Regions from separate parts of the Mus musculus genome. Here all the other regions are linked to region 3. A link is a contact called in public Hi-C, HiChIP or PLAC-seq and promoter capture Hi-C data. All regions are on one chromosome and are shown on one strand. Each heading gives the region's core, a stretch centred on a gene start, on an enhancer-like site or on the middle of the called end of the contact. The rest is flanking DNA. Distances are from core to core; before and after follow the strand shown. Region 1 holds the start of Trpm7 (transient receptor potential cation channel, subfamily M, member 7). Region 2 holds the start of Cep152 (centrosomal protein 152). Region 3 holds the start of Dtwd1 (DTW domain containing 1). Region 4 holds the start of Usp8 (ubiquitin specific peptidase 8).

What was found. Promoter capture Hi-C pulls out the DNA fragments that hold promoters and counts their contacts. A called contact is a pair of places that touch in the nucleus more often than the background predicts. HiChIP or PLAC-seq counts read pairs in DNA pulled down with a chosen protein or histone mark.
Region 1: a contact with region 3 is called in an H3K27ac HiChIP or PLAC-seq map of thymic regulatory T cells, with 8 times the contacts expected there. The contact joins the promoter of Trpm7 here to the promoter of Dtwd1 in region 3. A contact is called at or near these places in 1 of 484 Hi-C or Micro-C datasets (CD4 T cells), 1 of 115 datasets of contacts at active chromatin or transcription factors (thymic regulatory T cells) and 1 of 9 other capture datasets (adipose tissue).
Region 2: a promoter capture Hi-C map of pre-B cells shows a contact between it and region 3, with 6 times the contacts expected there. The contact joins the promoter of Cep152 here to the promoter of Dtwd1 in region 3. A contact is called at or near these places in 16 of 39 promoter capture datasets (the 3T3-L1 cell line, the C10 cell line, the HPC-7 cell line and 11 more), 7 of 484 Hi-C or Micro-C datasets (B cells, CD4 T cells, LSK cells and 4 more), 3 of 115 datasets of contacts at active chromatin or transcription factors (astrocytes, embryonic stem cells and large pre-B cells) and 2 of 9 other capture datasets (adipose tissue and liver).
Region 4: a contact with region 3 is called in a Hi-C map of muscle stem cells, with 5 times the contacts expected there. The contact joins the promoter of Usp8 here to the promoter of Dtwd1 in region 3. A contact is called at or near these places in 2 of 39 promoter capture datasets (liver and pre-B cells), 2 of 484 Hi-C or Micro-C datasets (muscle stem cells and uterus), 2 of 115 datasets of contacts at active chromatin or transcription factors (astrocytes and bone marrow-derived macrophages) and 1 of 9 other capture datasets (liver).

Annotation. Positions count from the first base shown.
Region 1 is chr2:126,874,164-126,877,829 of GRCm38.p6, reverse strand. It overlaps Trpm7 (transient receptor potential cation channel, subfamily M, member 7), which reads left to right and starts at 1,569. Exons shown (of 39, transcript NM_021450.2): 1 at 1,569-1,856. The coding sequence starts at 1,854.
Region 2 is chr2:125,623,718-125,627,485 of GRCm38.p6, reverse strand. Cep152 (centrosomal protein 152) reads left to right here and starts at 2,373. Exons shown (of 28, transcript NM_001081091.1): 1 at 2,373-2,610. Shc4 (SHC (Src homology 2 domain containing) family, member 4) reads left to right here. Exons shown (of 12, transcript NM_199022.2): 12 at 1-39.
Region 3 is chr2:126,150,194-126,153,923 of GRCm38.p6, reverse strand. It overlaps Dtwd1 (DTW domain containing 1), which reads right to left and starts at 1,783. Exons shown (of 5, transcript NM_026981.2): 1 at 1,710-1,783. It overlaps Fam227b (family with sequence similarity 227, member B), which reads left to right and starts at 1,920. Exons shown (of 17, transcript NM_029455.3): 1 at 1,920-2,013.
Region 4 is chr2:126,705,264-126,708,756 of GRCm38.p6, reverse strand. It overlaps Usp8 (ubiquitin specific peptidase 8), which reads right to left and starts at 1,429. Exons shown (of 19, transcript NM_019729.3): 1 at 1,270-1,429.

The sequences.
Region 1 (3,666 bases), core at 320-2,819, 720 kb before region 3:
GATAAATAGTTATTGAATGATCACATGTTAATCAAGATCCCTGGAATATTCATCAGATACTGTTACAACATGTATATTAAGACATTTTTTTATTTTTATTTTTTGAGACATAGTCTATGTGGTTTTGGCTGGCCTGGAACTTGCTATGTTGACCAGATTGGCCTTGAACTCACAGAGATCAGCATGCCTCAACCTCCCAAGTGCTAGGATTAAAGACATGTACCACCATGGCCAGCACTTGAAGCACTTAAAAACACTGCTCCTCCTAGGCCTACAAGGTGGGGAATGCCTGAAGATGATTTATAAGCACCACAAAACTTGTAAGAGAAAGAGTGAGTGGCTGGATTAGTTTGTTGAAGAGGCTTGGCTCAGTGAACTGTGGGTCATATTGCTTGGGAGATAATAACTATGCAGCATGGAAGAAGCTAAACCAAACCAAGGTACGTGCACATTGTAGGAAACTTCAGCTAGTCCATCCACAGTCCATCTATAGACACAGAGCAGGCTAGTGCAGTTGGCTCGCCCTATACCTAGGTTCTAGGTTGACTCAACCAACCAAAGAAGGAAAATAATTGGAAATAAAATTATACTGAACATTTTATTAATCTAAAGAAATACACATTTGTATTTTGTTAGGTTTTGCATCTATTGATTTAATGTATACTTAAAGATGTATATCTAAGGCAGGAGGATTACAGTAAATTTGAGATTAGCCAGAGTTAAAAGAGGAAAGATAGAGGCAGAACAGCCCTTCAGGCAGAGGAGCCTTTAAAATTGTAAGAAAAAATGTCTCTAGGTCTCTGTAGGGAATTGGTTCCAAGACTCTCCATACCCATAATATACATACAGAAAGATGATGTGCCAAAAGCAGGTTTGGTTTTGTGTTTTTAAGATGGTGTCATTCTAATCCTCGATAGCCTGGAATTTACTGCAGTCCTCTTGCCTTAGCCTTCGGAGTGCTGGGATTACAGGCATGTGCCACTACTCCTGATCTAAAAAAAAACAAAAAACAAAAAACTTTCAGGATGGCAAAAGCCGGCAATCCCAGCAGTGTGGGGTTAAAGGCAGAATCCATAGTTCAAGGTCATTTTAGGCCAGGCGCCTGGGCTACAAAGGAACTCAAATAACACTAAATGTCTGAAATTCCAGTTCTGGAGGATCTAGCACGGTCTTCTGAGGACACTGCACACATATGGTACACAGACATACATGAGGCAAAACACACATACACCTAAAATAAGTCACTAATAATAGCAGTGTTGATAAAAAAAAAAAAACGGATTGCACCCTTGATGGGAAAGGATAACGTGCGGGAAGAGATCGCTAATAACCAACGTAGACAGATGCGATAGCAAAAGAAACAGACAAGCGTGCGCGGCCGGGAGCTAAGTTTTGGCGAAGCCGGGGAATCTGGTCATTAAAGCGGAACAAGTTCTCGTGGACAGAGGCAGGGGAAGCCGAAGCCAGCAACACCAGGGAAAGCAGCAGCTCGGCGTTTCCCGGCCGGCGGAGCTTAGGGGCAGGCCGCAGTAAGCGCGCCCTTCACGTGACACGCCCTCCGCGCGACGCACTCGACGGCCCCGTCACGTGGCTGCCGCGGCCCCGTCTCCGGCGGAGGCGGGCGCGGGCGCGTCCCTGTGGCCAGTCACCCGGCGGAGCTGGTCGCACAATTATGAAAGACTCGACTTCTGCTGCTAGCGCTGGAGCTGAGTTAGTTCTGAGAAGGTTTCCCGGGGCTGTCCTTGTTCGGTGGCCCGTGCCACCGCCTCCGGAGACGCTTTCCGATAGATGGCTGCAGGCCGCGGAGGTGGAGGAGGAGCCGCTGCCCTTCCGGAGTCCGCCCCGTGAGGAGAATGGTACGGAGCCGGGCCTGGCGCGGGCGGGCCTCGCGGGAGCCTGGGCGGCGCTCCGGGGAGCTCCGTGACCCTCCGGGCGCCACCGCTCGCAGCGGAGCCGTCACGGAAAGGGAGGGAGGGCTGGGGTGGTGTGGCAAGGAGAAGGGCGCGGGTTCCGAGCTGTGACTTGGTGGCTGTGCCGCAGACGCTCTACAGGTACATTTTCTACTATTATTTTGTTTAATAGAACGGGAGCGATTTTGACGGTGTAGACTGCGATGTGGTTCGGGGTTTTGTTTAGCAGGCGACAGGGAAGGGACAATTCCTGGGAGGCTGAGACCGTGCGTTGCCAGGTCTGCGTCGAACTACCTCATCTGTTGTCCCAGACAGTTTGAAGCCAATGTGCAGACTGGAGGGAGTCGGTGTGTTGCAGCGTTGGCTAGAGCTTTTGTTGTTAAGGCCAGGAACCGGATTTGGAGAGTTCTTACAAAGAAAGCCATTTAGATCTAGGATCTGAGCAGGAAAGGCATTCCTGCTCAGTAGTTTAACTTGATAGGCTTTATGCAAACTGGTGTTTCTTTGCCGAAGTCAGACAGGTTTAGTTTTCTGCCTTTTCTTTATTTTTGAGACAAGGTCTCGCTTGTGACCCTGGCTGGCTTGGAACTCACTGTGTAGACAGACCAGGTTGGCCTTAAACTCAGAGATCCGCTTACCTCTACCTCCCAAGATTAAAGACGTGCGCCACCATGTCGGGCTAGGGCTAGGTTTAGAAGTGTCTTACTTATAAAGTACATGTGAATAAATACTGCATTTCTCACTTTCGTTTGTAAAGTTATTGAAGACTACTTTTTTTTTTAAAGATTTATTTATTTATTATATGTAAGTACACTGCAGCTAGCTGTTTTAAGACACTCCAGAAGAGGGAGTCAGATCTTGTTAGGGATGGTTGTGAGCCACCATGTGGTTGCTGGGATTTGAACTCGGGACTTTCAGAAAAAAACAGTCAGTGCTCTTAACCGCCGAGCCATCTCTCCAGCCGCTGAAGACTCCTTTTATTTGAGACTGGATTACACACAGCCTAGGCTGGCCTCAAATCCTGAGTCTATCATTGAGTTCCTTATCCTCTTGCGTCCATCTCCTGAGCTCTGGAATCACAGGTGTCTGTCGCCTGGCTTTTCCTAGTTTCTGAAAGGAAAGTTAAAGTGCCTCTGTCTCCGCTAAATCATTTCATTTAAATACTTGTGGCTTTGATTTAAGGGACTCTACTGGAGGGTGAGTTGAATCCAAGTGCCTTGAAAGCCGTTAAGCACAGAGTATTCAGTGATATATCTAGTTTTTCATTTTAGATGGTAAACAGCATACATTTGAACATACTGGTTACATATTTTTTAAAACGTTTTCATTAACAGATGAAAGATCCCCCCCCCCCAAAAAAAAACAATAGCTTTAGTTTTGTAAGTAATTCACCGTATATGGCACATAGTATTGTTTGGACATGCATAAACTTGTTGATTCTGTAAGGAGAACAGTCTAACTTTAGAATTAAGAGTGTTAATTTTATTTTTTTTCCCTGCTTAATTCCTGATAAATAGTGAGTTGAGTGGTTTACATTACACTATGCATCTGAGTTATAGTAACACCTTAGGATAGCTTAAAATGTGTTTCTTAAATTTGTTTGTGTTTTGCTTTTCTTCCCTCTTTCTTCATCCTCCTTCCTCATCGTCTTTTTTTTTTTCTTTTTTTCAAGACAAGGCTAGCTTCTAACTCAGAGATCCGCCTCCTGAGTGCTGGAATTAAAGGCTTGCACCACCATGCCTGGCTAAAACGTGGA
Region 2 (3,768 bases), core at 1,124-3,623, 530 kb after region 3:
AATGAGTTTTCTTTAAAAAAATAAATGATTATTGCTTTATGACAGCTGACAATGTGTGGTGTTTGGGACTTAGACATTTTATCAGGAATGTGATGGATCAGTGTCTCTGCAGGAAACAGATGGCTCATTCAAACTGGGTAATTTGAGGCGAGACTAATAAAGGAGATTTAAGGTACAGGCAACGTATAGAGAAACCACAGGCAGAGTGCAGTGGTCTAGGGCCCAGGACAAGGGAGAGGGTGGGAACAGTTACTGATCATGGAGAAGGACTGTCTGACTACATGGAGGAGCTGTGGACAATACAGAGGTAACGGCTGATCTCGGTGATGCAAAAGAGATTAGCTAAGTCATTAATAACCTAATTTTTTTCTATTCCCATCTCTGATCTACTGGGATTCTTCACTGATTGAGATAACATAAAGGCAGAGTTGGGGGGTGGTGGTGGAGGGGAGCTTGTCTTGAAGGTCAGCTTCCTAGGGCACAGTGGAGTGAGACCAGAGAAAGCAGGGTCTCCTGCTGGGGTTCTTGGTGTTCTTAGTAAAACAATCTAAGAATGGACTCAAACCAAGCTTGAGGACAATGAGACTTAGAGTTCAAAGCAAAGGTTCAGGGTAGGCAAGCTGTAAATCATGGGGCTGCCCAGAAGAGGAGAAAGAGCCATGCTCTTTGAGTTTGGCTGGTTCACAGGTCAACCACACGGTGGACCAGCAGCAGGATGGGGGAGGGGGAGCTTTAGAGAAAGAGTGAAAAAGCTCAAAGTCCCAGAGAAAACTGACTTGGGCCAGCATCCAAAAGCAACAGCTGGGAAGCAAGAGGAAAAGTTAACACCTGCTGGGCTCAGGACTCACAAAGGCAGGTGGGCCCTGCGGAACTTCGTGGCGGATCCAGACTAAGTACACTAGGGACAGACATCCTGGAAGGAAAAGTACACTATCTCAACACAGAGCAAGTTATCCCCCTATGTCCCCTGCCATTCTCATGCACTATTGCATCGTAGACCTCAGCATGGGGCACTGGACATATCTTTCTCATTAGCCGATACTTGGATCACCTTCGACAAGTGCCATTTCCCCGAAGGCCTTTCATTAGTCTTTTCTTGACCAACATCTTCATTTGCCCATTCCTTCATTTATTCACTAATGAGTTAACACAGTTGTTTTGAGTGCCTAGCATGGGCCATGAAACATGAAGACAAATGCTCAAGTGAATACCCCCAAGACGTTCATATTGTTCTACCAGTGAAGCAGACACACGGTAACAGATCGTAGTAGAAGAGAAATCCATCTTCTCTTGGGGTCGGTATGCACCCTGTGTACAGTGGTAGGGAGATCCAGTTCCACTGAGTGACGTCATGTGTTTCGAGGGCTGAGTGGGTGAGAGGTGGGGCAATTGACTCGAAAAGCAGCCCAGGAGATGGGGTGGGAGGAGGGGAAACAGGAGCCATCCCAGAACTATTGGTAGTGCAGCCTTGTGACTTGGTTCTGTTTCTCTCACTCAAGCTCTTATTCTGTATCAGACCCCTAGCTGAGGGTCAATGTCAGCCGTACAAGGATAGGATGCAGGTGGCAGACTTAGCAAACAGCCAGATTTGGAAGAGCCTTGGACAAGTATCTTACTCCACACGGTACACAGGGGAAAGATTTAAAAAGATGTGGGCATCCAAGTCACCAAGTTCTTGGCATGCACTAGAGCCCTTCTTACCAAAGAAGCCAGAGACAGCAACTGTTCCAGAACTCAGGTCTCGAACATGCCAGGTCCAGCCACCCTCAACAAGCCAATCAAGAGACACACATTAAAATTGAACAGCCAAAGTGATATTTATCCATTGTGTTTGCGATCTCCAAGTTCGATGATATAATGGGATTTAACGACAGGCTAACATCTAAGAACATTCGCGGAAATTCGAGTTTTAGGGAGGAGGCACCTGGGAGCTCCTCCAGTTTTATCAGTAAAGAAACACAAATCTTAACCAGCCAAGTCTGAAGATGATGCCAAATTTAACAACGACCAGGGCTGGCAGTGGCACTTCAGAGAGCAAAAAGGGCCATTGGATGAAACTTAGACGTGTAAGGGGAAAAAAAGGAATGTCCTAGCTAACCTCTGGGAGGGCAAACAGTCCGCCGTATCTAAGCAACCGTAGTCCTCTAGGAGGCTTTTGTGATTGGCTCACTATTTCCCCAATGGAGGCTCCGGGAAGCTTCCCGCCGCCACTGGCGCCCTCTTCGAACAGCCGCGCTCTTGCAACTGCGGGCGACTTCTCAACCGACCTTGTGGGAGGCGGGTTTTCCGCCCCATAGCTCCGCCCAGCCGTCAGGCCCATCGAGCAGCGGCGGCGATTGGAGGAGGCGGCTGCTCGTCGAGTGGCGGGGTTCGCGGGCTAGGGTGTAACCGGGAAGGTGCTCGCGGCTGGAAGTCAGGGCAGCGGGTTGCGGGTTGCGGGAGGTGACTGCGGTCTCCCGGCCAGGCTGGCGGCTGCGGGATCGGGACCCGCGTTCGAGTCTCCTACACCGGGGCTGTGCTTGCTGGCTCCCTTCTCGATCTTCAGCCTGGGCGTCCCATCGGCAGACCTGTGCGCGCCCGTGGTTCTTGGACCCCGGGCCCAGTTCTTTGGTAAGGGCGCTGCGTGAGTACACCCAGTCGAGGGGGCTTCCTGTATTTTGGGGTTACTGTCTTCTGCTCACCTTGGTTTTCCATGCTGCTATCGGTACTACCGAGCTCAAGAGATTGTCATTGCCCCCTCCCTCCGTACTCTTTGTAGTAGGAACAGGATTTGGAAAGTGTCTAAAATAGACTGTTGCGTTCTGGCTGTTTCCACCCTGTAAGAGAAGTTAGTGTGTAAGCTAGTGCGTGCAGTTTTCTAACTCCCAGGGCAATTACATTTAGTCCATCTTGTAGTCATGCATTTTTCAGTGTGATTTAAGCTGAATTTCACTTCGTAGCTTCACAATTCTTGATTGTTTGCATGTAAATAAAGGCTGAAGTTTGAAGCCACAAGCAAAGGATATAAGCCATGCGCTCTGGAAGTGGCCAGAATGCACTTTGGATGGAGCAGGCATCTAGAGGAGGGCGGAGTCCTTATCCGGGAGTTGTAAGGTTTCCCACACCTATGATGTTTTCACCGTTTCATTACTAAAGAAACGGAAGCAGTTACGATTGCACAGCTGCCAGAGCTGAGGATCTTCAGTTCTTAATTGCTTACAGCCATATTACATCCTTTGGGATGCAAACAAACAAACAAACAAACAATTTGGAATGTAAACAAATAAAAAGAGATCTGCCTAAAGACCCTATCTACTCCGGTGGGAGTAGATAATAGTTTCAGCAGTTAAGAGATTGTCAATGCTCTTGCAAGAGGCTGTGAGTTCATTTCTTGCACCCAAATTGTATAGGTCACAACTACGTGTGACTCCGGCTCCAGGGGAATCCTAAGGCCTGTGACCCAATGGATATATTCACTCATAATGATGATGATGATGATAAATATTTTTGGAAAGGAAAATATACACTAAAGTTTGCTCACAAAACAAGTAAATATTTTTCCCTCTATGTGAGGGGGTGGAAGGGGGTGACCAAAAACTACCAGGGACAGTGCTGACAAGTATTGTCAGACAAGTATTGACAAGCTGGGTCAGAGGTGTAAGAGAAGACAGCTGTGCTTCTTGTATTCTTGTAGTGGGGTTAGGAAAAGTTTCCCGGCTAGAGTGAGACTATTAACCAGGGAGCTGTATTTTAGGGAGCACACTGCCCACGTTGATCCCTTGGTTTATG
Region 3 (3,730 bases), core at 534-3,033:
AAGAACCTGACAGGCCCTGAGGATTTCCTTTCACTCGGTTAGCAAGTAAGCCTATAAAACCCTCTCTAAAACCCCATCAGGACTTCCGGTAGCTTCTGGACAGTTGATGATGCAAGGGCATCCGCTCACTGTAAGGAAGCCCACCTCGGCTGCACAGGGAGGAAGCACCTGTGCTCTAGTCCCTTACCTACTCCACCTGCCTGTATGTTTAAATCTGTTAAAATCGCCTTTATAATAACCATCAAATGCAAGCATAGTGTCCCCTGAGATCTGTGGGCCACACAAGCAAATCAAATGCATTTGAAGAGGGGATGAAGGACTCTCAGCTTGTAGCTAGTTGGAAGGGAATTCTGATGGTTCAGTGTGTGACTTGGAAGAGGCTGGGACAATTTTGTGACTGAATTGTCAGCCTGTGGATTCTGACATTGTCTCCAGTAGTATATAATAACAATCAATGACAACAAGGACATAGATGCATGTAAGTATACCTATACTTAACATCAAATACGTGCAGGGCGATGCAGCTGGAGTTGGGTGGGGGAGAGTTGTAAAGAATTAGAAAACAAGGGCGGTTCCTAGGGCAAATAACTAGCATCCTGATGGTCTACTCTGCAAATTGGGCTGAAAAACTTTTTTTTCCACTCAATTTCTCTAAAAATAATGATACTTATGCAGTTTCATCCTGTCTGCTTTGCACATAACATCTATTTTTAGGCTCAAAGTCAGATTCTAACTCAGTTATAAACTCACACAAAGACAATCTTTTACACTTCTGACTACTTATCCCTGGGTCCACATATTTGATATGGACAAACATATTCATTTGGAGGCACTTTTCAATGAGGCAAAAGTACAACTCTTTCCGATTTACCTATTCTTGATTTTTTTTAGATAGATTCAAATACTTATCAACTAAATTGAAACCACTCTGTAGAAGGCATCCAGGACTTATCTTTCTACTCAACTTTGGGGCACTACACAGATCGGCGGAACAAGGCTACTTTTTCCAACACACTAAGCTGATTTGCCTCCCAAGGGAATATTCTTTAAATTTCTCCTATTTTGAATTGTGGACAAATTCAGGACCAGATAAGACTGTTTTCAATATTTGCTTGTGAAGTACTAAGAACTGATCGTATAATTTGATGAGGTACAATATCCCTCTCGCCCCCCCCCCCCTTTTTTTTAAACATCCAAGATACCACCGCCATTTTTTAAACACAGAACTTGACTCCCTTCCCACAGAACACATTATATGACAGGCGAAATGTCTTGGAAATTTTTGCATTTGGAGTTCAATCATAAACAGCCCTGAAATGCTGCAATCTTGGGCTCTTCATCCTTACCCAACCTCGTGGAACTAGCAACGCAAAGTGTTACTATACTTGTCTCACATTCCCAAGAAATAGACACACAAGAAACGCGTCTGCTTATCGGCTGACGGTAACAGCACACATCTGGTTTCCTTTTCCCGCGACCATGCCGAAACCACGCCAAAGCCTGAATTACAGATCGGTGCTCACAGGGAGCTGGCCTTGCCAGGAGTGAGCAACGCCGACTCGGGAAGCCTAATAAGGCTTCATTTAGGCCCCAGACCACTCAAGTCTTGCCCCCACGGGCACGCCACACGCAGCACTAGCCCGCAGTGAGACCTCCGCTGGGCCTGGCCGGCGTCCGGCCCGAGCCACCCGACCCGAGGGGATGCCGACCTGCACCACGCTCAACTCTCGGTCCGTACCGCCTCCGCTCCACGCGCTCCCCCCCGGAGCGCTTTCCGCAGAACACCGGAGGGCGGGGCCTGGCGGTTGCCAGGGCCACGGGGAAGCTGACCACGGCGCATGCTCAGAGGGAGAATCCCGTGGGCGAGCAGGAGGAACTGGTTCGGAAGTCCCGCCTTCGCTTCCCGGGTGACCTGTTCCAAAGGAACCGTCAGCTTCCTGCTGTGCCGCCCGTTGTGGGCCCCCAGCGCAACTGGGGACGTGTTCCGGAACAGCCTTTTCGAAAGTAGTTTCTGTGAGTTAGTGAGGAGCTAGTAACACCGCTTTACCTCCCCAAATACTATATTTACGAGATCTCAGACTTGTAGCTTTAGGTGGTTGGTAGTTCAAGCTTGATAGACTTCTTAGGAAAACCGTTTATGCATTTTGTGCTTTGCTTACAACACGCAGAGTTGACACCTACTGTATTTTTCTTTTATTTTTTTTTAAAGTCTAATATATGTGGATAAGTGATTAAATTATTTTTCTATGCTCCACCTCAAAGAAACCTAAACAATAGTTGTTAAATTAGAAACAAAACTGTCATATATCAAGCAATTTGTTTAATGAGTGGAGAATTATGAAATTAACCAATGGGAGAAAAAGAACAGCCTTGTGTGTAATCACGAATGACAAGCCAGGACACTGATATTTACCACACCAGAATTTATATAAAAGTTTTAACAGAAAAATAGACAATGGTTAACATGAATTCCCAGGATCACACCTGTAAGTAGGAGAAAGGCCCATTTCCAGCCTGGTCATGAGTGGTAGCTTCTACTTGAATAGGAGAGACAGAGACAGACAGACAGAGAGACACAGAGAGGAAGAAGAAGAAGAAGGAGGAGGAGGAGGAGGAGGAGGAGGAGGAGAGAGAGAGAGAGAAGAGGAGAGGAAGAGAAGAGAAGGGAAGGGAAGGGGAAGGAAGAAGGGGAAGGGAAGGGAAGAGAGAGGAGGAGAGGGGAGGGGAGAGGAGAGGAGAGGGGAGGGGAGGGGAGGGGAGAGGAGAGGAGGAGAGGAGAATCCCTTCTGTCACTCTTAGCAGACTGAATAGGTCCCTTAATGTTTTGGAGACCTCAACTCGAGCCAAACTGGTATTCCTGATTTGGATACAGAAAAGGAATTTCAGAACTAGTGAGAGTGAGGTAGAAATTAGACCATGGATATTTGAATTTAGACTTTAAGCAAAAATGTTTTAATAAAGAGAGGCATGCAGAACAAAAGTCATTCTAAATGTCAGCCAGTCCACTATACCTTCACTTATCAAAACAGAAAAAGAAGTTACTAACCTTTTGAGACGCAATGTGAGAGCCACCAGAATGGTATTCATATATGTTGAATGCTAAAACAGTTGAGAGTCTACTTTGAGACCCACATTGACATGTCTACCTGCCTTAGGAATTAAGCTTTAGTTATTTGTGCACAACATCACAGTTAGGCATCAAACAGTGAGGGCCTGAACATCAGAAAATGGGATATTTGACTTTTAATTGTTAGCCCTTTCAATTTTTGGCTTTGTTATTGTCATCTTTACACCTTGCCCTGGAAGTGCTTACATGTTAAGTATGGGTAGTACAGGAAACATTATGACAAATTTTAGGAACCTCAAAAGAGGCTGGGGGAGTCCATGAAGCCAAATCCTGATGAGTGGTTGGAGTCTAGGGAAGAATTTCCAACTGGACAGGGTGTTGCATAGGATATGTCGTTTCACATCTTGACTTATTTATAAACAACAATAAAAACTTAAGTCAAAACTATACTTTAGAGCCAGCAGTGATAACTCATATCTGTATTGGGGAACCAGGAGAATCAAGAGATTGAGACTATCCTAGCACACATAGTAAGTTTCAGGCCAGTCTAGACTGGGGAAGACACTGTCTAAAACAAAATCCCATATTTTTTAAATAATGAAATTATTCATGGCAGAAAGTCATTAGGCTTAGTACATTATACTTAGTAAAGTACTATCCAAT
Region 4 (3,493 bases), core at 180-2,679, 560 kb before region 3:
AGCACCTTAATTAGGCCAGTGCTCTATAGATGAGAAACTACCTAAATCCAACATGATTGACTTTCACCAGGGAGTCTTAAACAGAAAGAGTGAAATACTAAAAAAAAAGCAGATATCTTTAAAACAGAAACAAAAACCAAAAACTACCACCACCAACAATACACCGAGCCTGGCAGTGGTGGGCAGCACTCGGGAGGCAAAGGCAGGCAGAACTTTGAGATCAAGGGCAATCGTGGTTTAGAGTGAGTTCCATAATAGCTATGGCTGCACAGACAAACTGTCTCGAGAAAAAAAAGAAAGAAAGTAAGAAAAAAAGAAAGAGAATAAAGCCACCAAAACCAAAAAATAACACATGGAATTTTTAATGAAGTAGGATAATATACACAACTAAGAATACTCTAAGATTTAAAAAGAATACCCTTGCCAGGAGTGGTGCTTGATGCAGTTTTATCCATCTCTGGAGCCAAGGGAGGAAGGTTTCAGTGAGTTTGAGACAAGTCCTGTTTACATAGTAAGACCTTGTGGGTGGTGGCGGGGAACAACCAAGAATTACACCCTTTAGCTAGGCATCGTTTTGATCCGAAACCCTAGAGCTTTTTAATAAATATGAAACTCCTTAGATTCTGCAACACCTCTGTGAGTCACGTAAATATTTCTTGAATGACTGACTCAAGGTCATAGGCAGAAAGCAAGAACAAAACATAGGAACAGGGTCTGCAGCTTTGTGGGTAAAGGAATATCATTGTGATTTGGGGTTGACAACTCTCTCGGTACATCAGATGTGAAGGGAACTTGTCAGTGCCACAAGTCTACAAACGAAGAAACATTTTTAAGAAAAGAAAATGCCCTCTTTGAAGAAGTTTTAAGTGTGGTGAGTTTACTTAACTCAATTTTTGTACTTCACTGAAAACATGCGTGACCCGGGTAAAGGGGAATAGGGAAAACATGACAAATGGTCGTATTAAGGCCTGGGGTTGTAGGTAGCACAAAATGAGAAAAAAGGAAGCAAAAGGAAGGAGTCCAAAGTTGGGTCTAGTGTCCAACAGAAAGGAGAACTGGTCAAGGCCACCCTCTGAGACCGGCAAACTACATCAAACTCGCTGGGCACCGTAGGAGGGGGACGGGAGCGACCAAGAGTCGGGCCCTCCCTGGACCAGCCAGTTGTCTGGGGTTGTCCCACCCCTCCGCGGACAGGGCTCGTCTCCCGGATGACCAGCAGCTGGAGGACGCCTTCCCCAGGAACCGGGGCCGGAGCCAGGCCGCACTCACCGCAGCGCCCGCGCTCCGCTAACACCGGCCTCCTCGCCTGACGCCCATCGCCCACCACCAGAAGGAGAACGAGCCTTCGCTCTCAGACGCACGGCAGCGCAGCTCATCCCCTCTTCCCGATTCGCATTGCGTGGCGACGGGTCGCGTCTCGAAACGTCACGGCGAGGGCGGAGCTTCCAGTGAACCCTGTAACTCCGCCTTTCTGTCCCGTAGGGAGGGACATCAGGGCGGCCCTCTCCGGAAGGGTGAGCGCCGAACCGGCCTGAGCATGCGTCGGAAGGACAGTTTGAGCTGGTGCGGGACGGAAGCGCGCGTGCTGCGCTTCCGGTGTCCTCGCGCGTCTCTTTTCCGGGTGGAAGTCAGTTCAGATTGTGTCACATTGTGACTTGGAGCTGTCCACGGAGGAATCGAGGATATTTTGGCGCCTCTCAATAGTGCATTTTTCCCGTCAGATCGGACATTAGGGGGAAAATACGGGGAGAGGATTGATACCTTCTAAAACTTGGGAATAAACATTCTCCAAAGCCAAGCCTCTGGTTAAAGAACAGACGTGTTTGGAAAACACATTGCACAAACACCGTCAACATTTCCAAAAGGACCAGTCTTACAAAGCTGGGGTTTGAACTCTTTGGAGAGTTGTCTTGTGGAGAAAAGATGGGCTACTCGTGGACATAAAAATTGCTTAAGAGTGGAGTTGTTTTCCCTGGTCACTAAATCCGTTGGGACAGTCCAACTTTTTAATGCATGTCAAATCTAAAAGCACAGCTCTACTAAGTATATAAAATGAAAATACTTAGCAGATAGGCTGCCATTAAACGTTAAAGAGTAGTAAGCATCCAGTCTACCAACCTTTAAAATAAACCTTAGTTTCGTTTCCATTACAATTAGCTACATGCAAAGGTATTCTTGTGCTGGGCGGTGGTGGCACACGCCTTTAGTCCCAGCACTTGGGAGGCAGAGACAGACGGATTTCTGAGTTCGAGGCCAGCCTGGTCTACAGAGTGAGTTCCAGGACAGCCAGGGCTACACAGAGAAACCCTGTCTCGAAAAACCAAACCAACCAAACAAACAAAATCTTGCATTTCTCCTTTAAAAAATCAACACTAAATTATATACTATTTGTTCTCCCTAGACAAGTAAAGACTGGTGTGATTTGATACCGTGCAATGCTGGGAACTACTGGATAAAAGCCTCAAATGTTTTTTTTTTCCCCCTCATAATTAAGGAAGAAATTGTTTTTTTGAGGATGGATTATTTTAGGAAAATGTTTTTTCTCTGCTCAGCTTTGTGGAATTGAGTAAGGAAAGAAAAACTTAGAGCTGAATGTGAGAATAAGTATAAAACACATGGAGAACATTTTGGGGTGCTCTGACAATTGGAAGGAGGTAGGACTGAAAGGAAGAGAGACATCATTGGAGTGTATCAGTGAAAATTTTCTCTGAGCCCAACAAGATGCGTGAAGTCCTTACCAGGTAAACTTGGCAATCTGAGTTTGATTCCTGGAAAACACACACACACACACACACTCACGCACACACATGAGTTGTATACACACATGTGAGTTGTCCACACACACACACACACACACTCATGCACACTCACTCACACACGTGAGTTGTCCACACACACACATACTCACACACACGTGAGTTGTATACACACACACACACACACACACACACGAGTTGTCTTTTGATCTCCATGTGCTTCCCCTCCCAGAGAACAATATTTTTTTTTAATCTCTGAAGATGAGGTCCCAGAAACGCTTTTAACAAATACTGCTTTTTAATATTCACCTACAGTTTTTTAAACAATTTTATGTATTTATGCATGTGATGCCTTCTGAGGCCATGTTAGTTGTGAACCACCCAACATGGGTGCTGGGAGCTGAACCTTTGTCCCCTTGAAGAGCAGCAAGAGCTCTTAGCTCTTGAGCCATCTCTCCAACCCATACCTATAGTTATTTTATTTGCATTGATGTAATTCTGGTTCTATCTCGTCCCACTCCTAGCAAACAGAATTCTTCCTCCTTCACTAACATCTCAGCTGCTGATTTTGCTAGAAATCACAAATCATTTGCATGAGTTTCTGTGTAAATGGAGGAAGAAGTAGATGTGTGGGTCAACGGGTACCAAACATAAGGTACAAGAAATGGCAAGATAATCCCCAATTTGAGCCATGCAGTAAAAGCAGAAAGACTGAAGATATCTCCAGATTACTAATA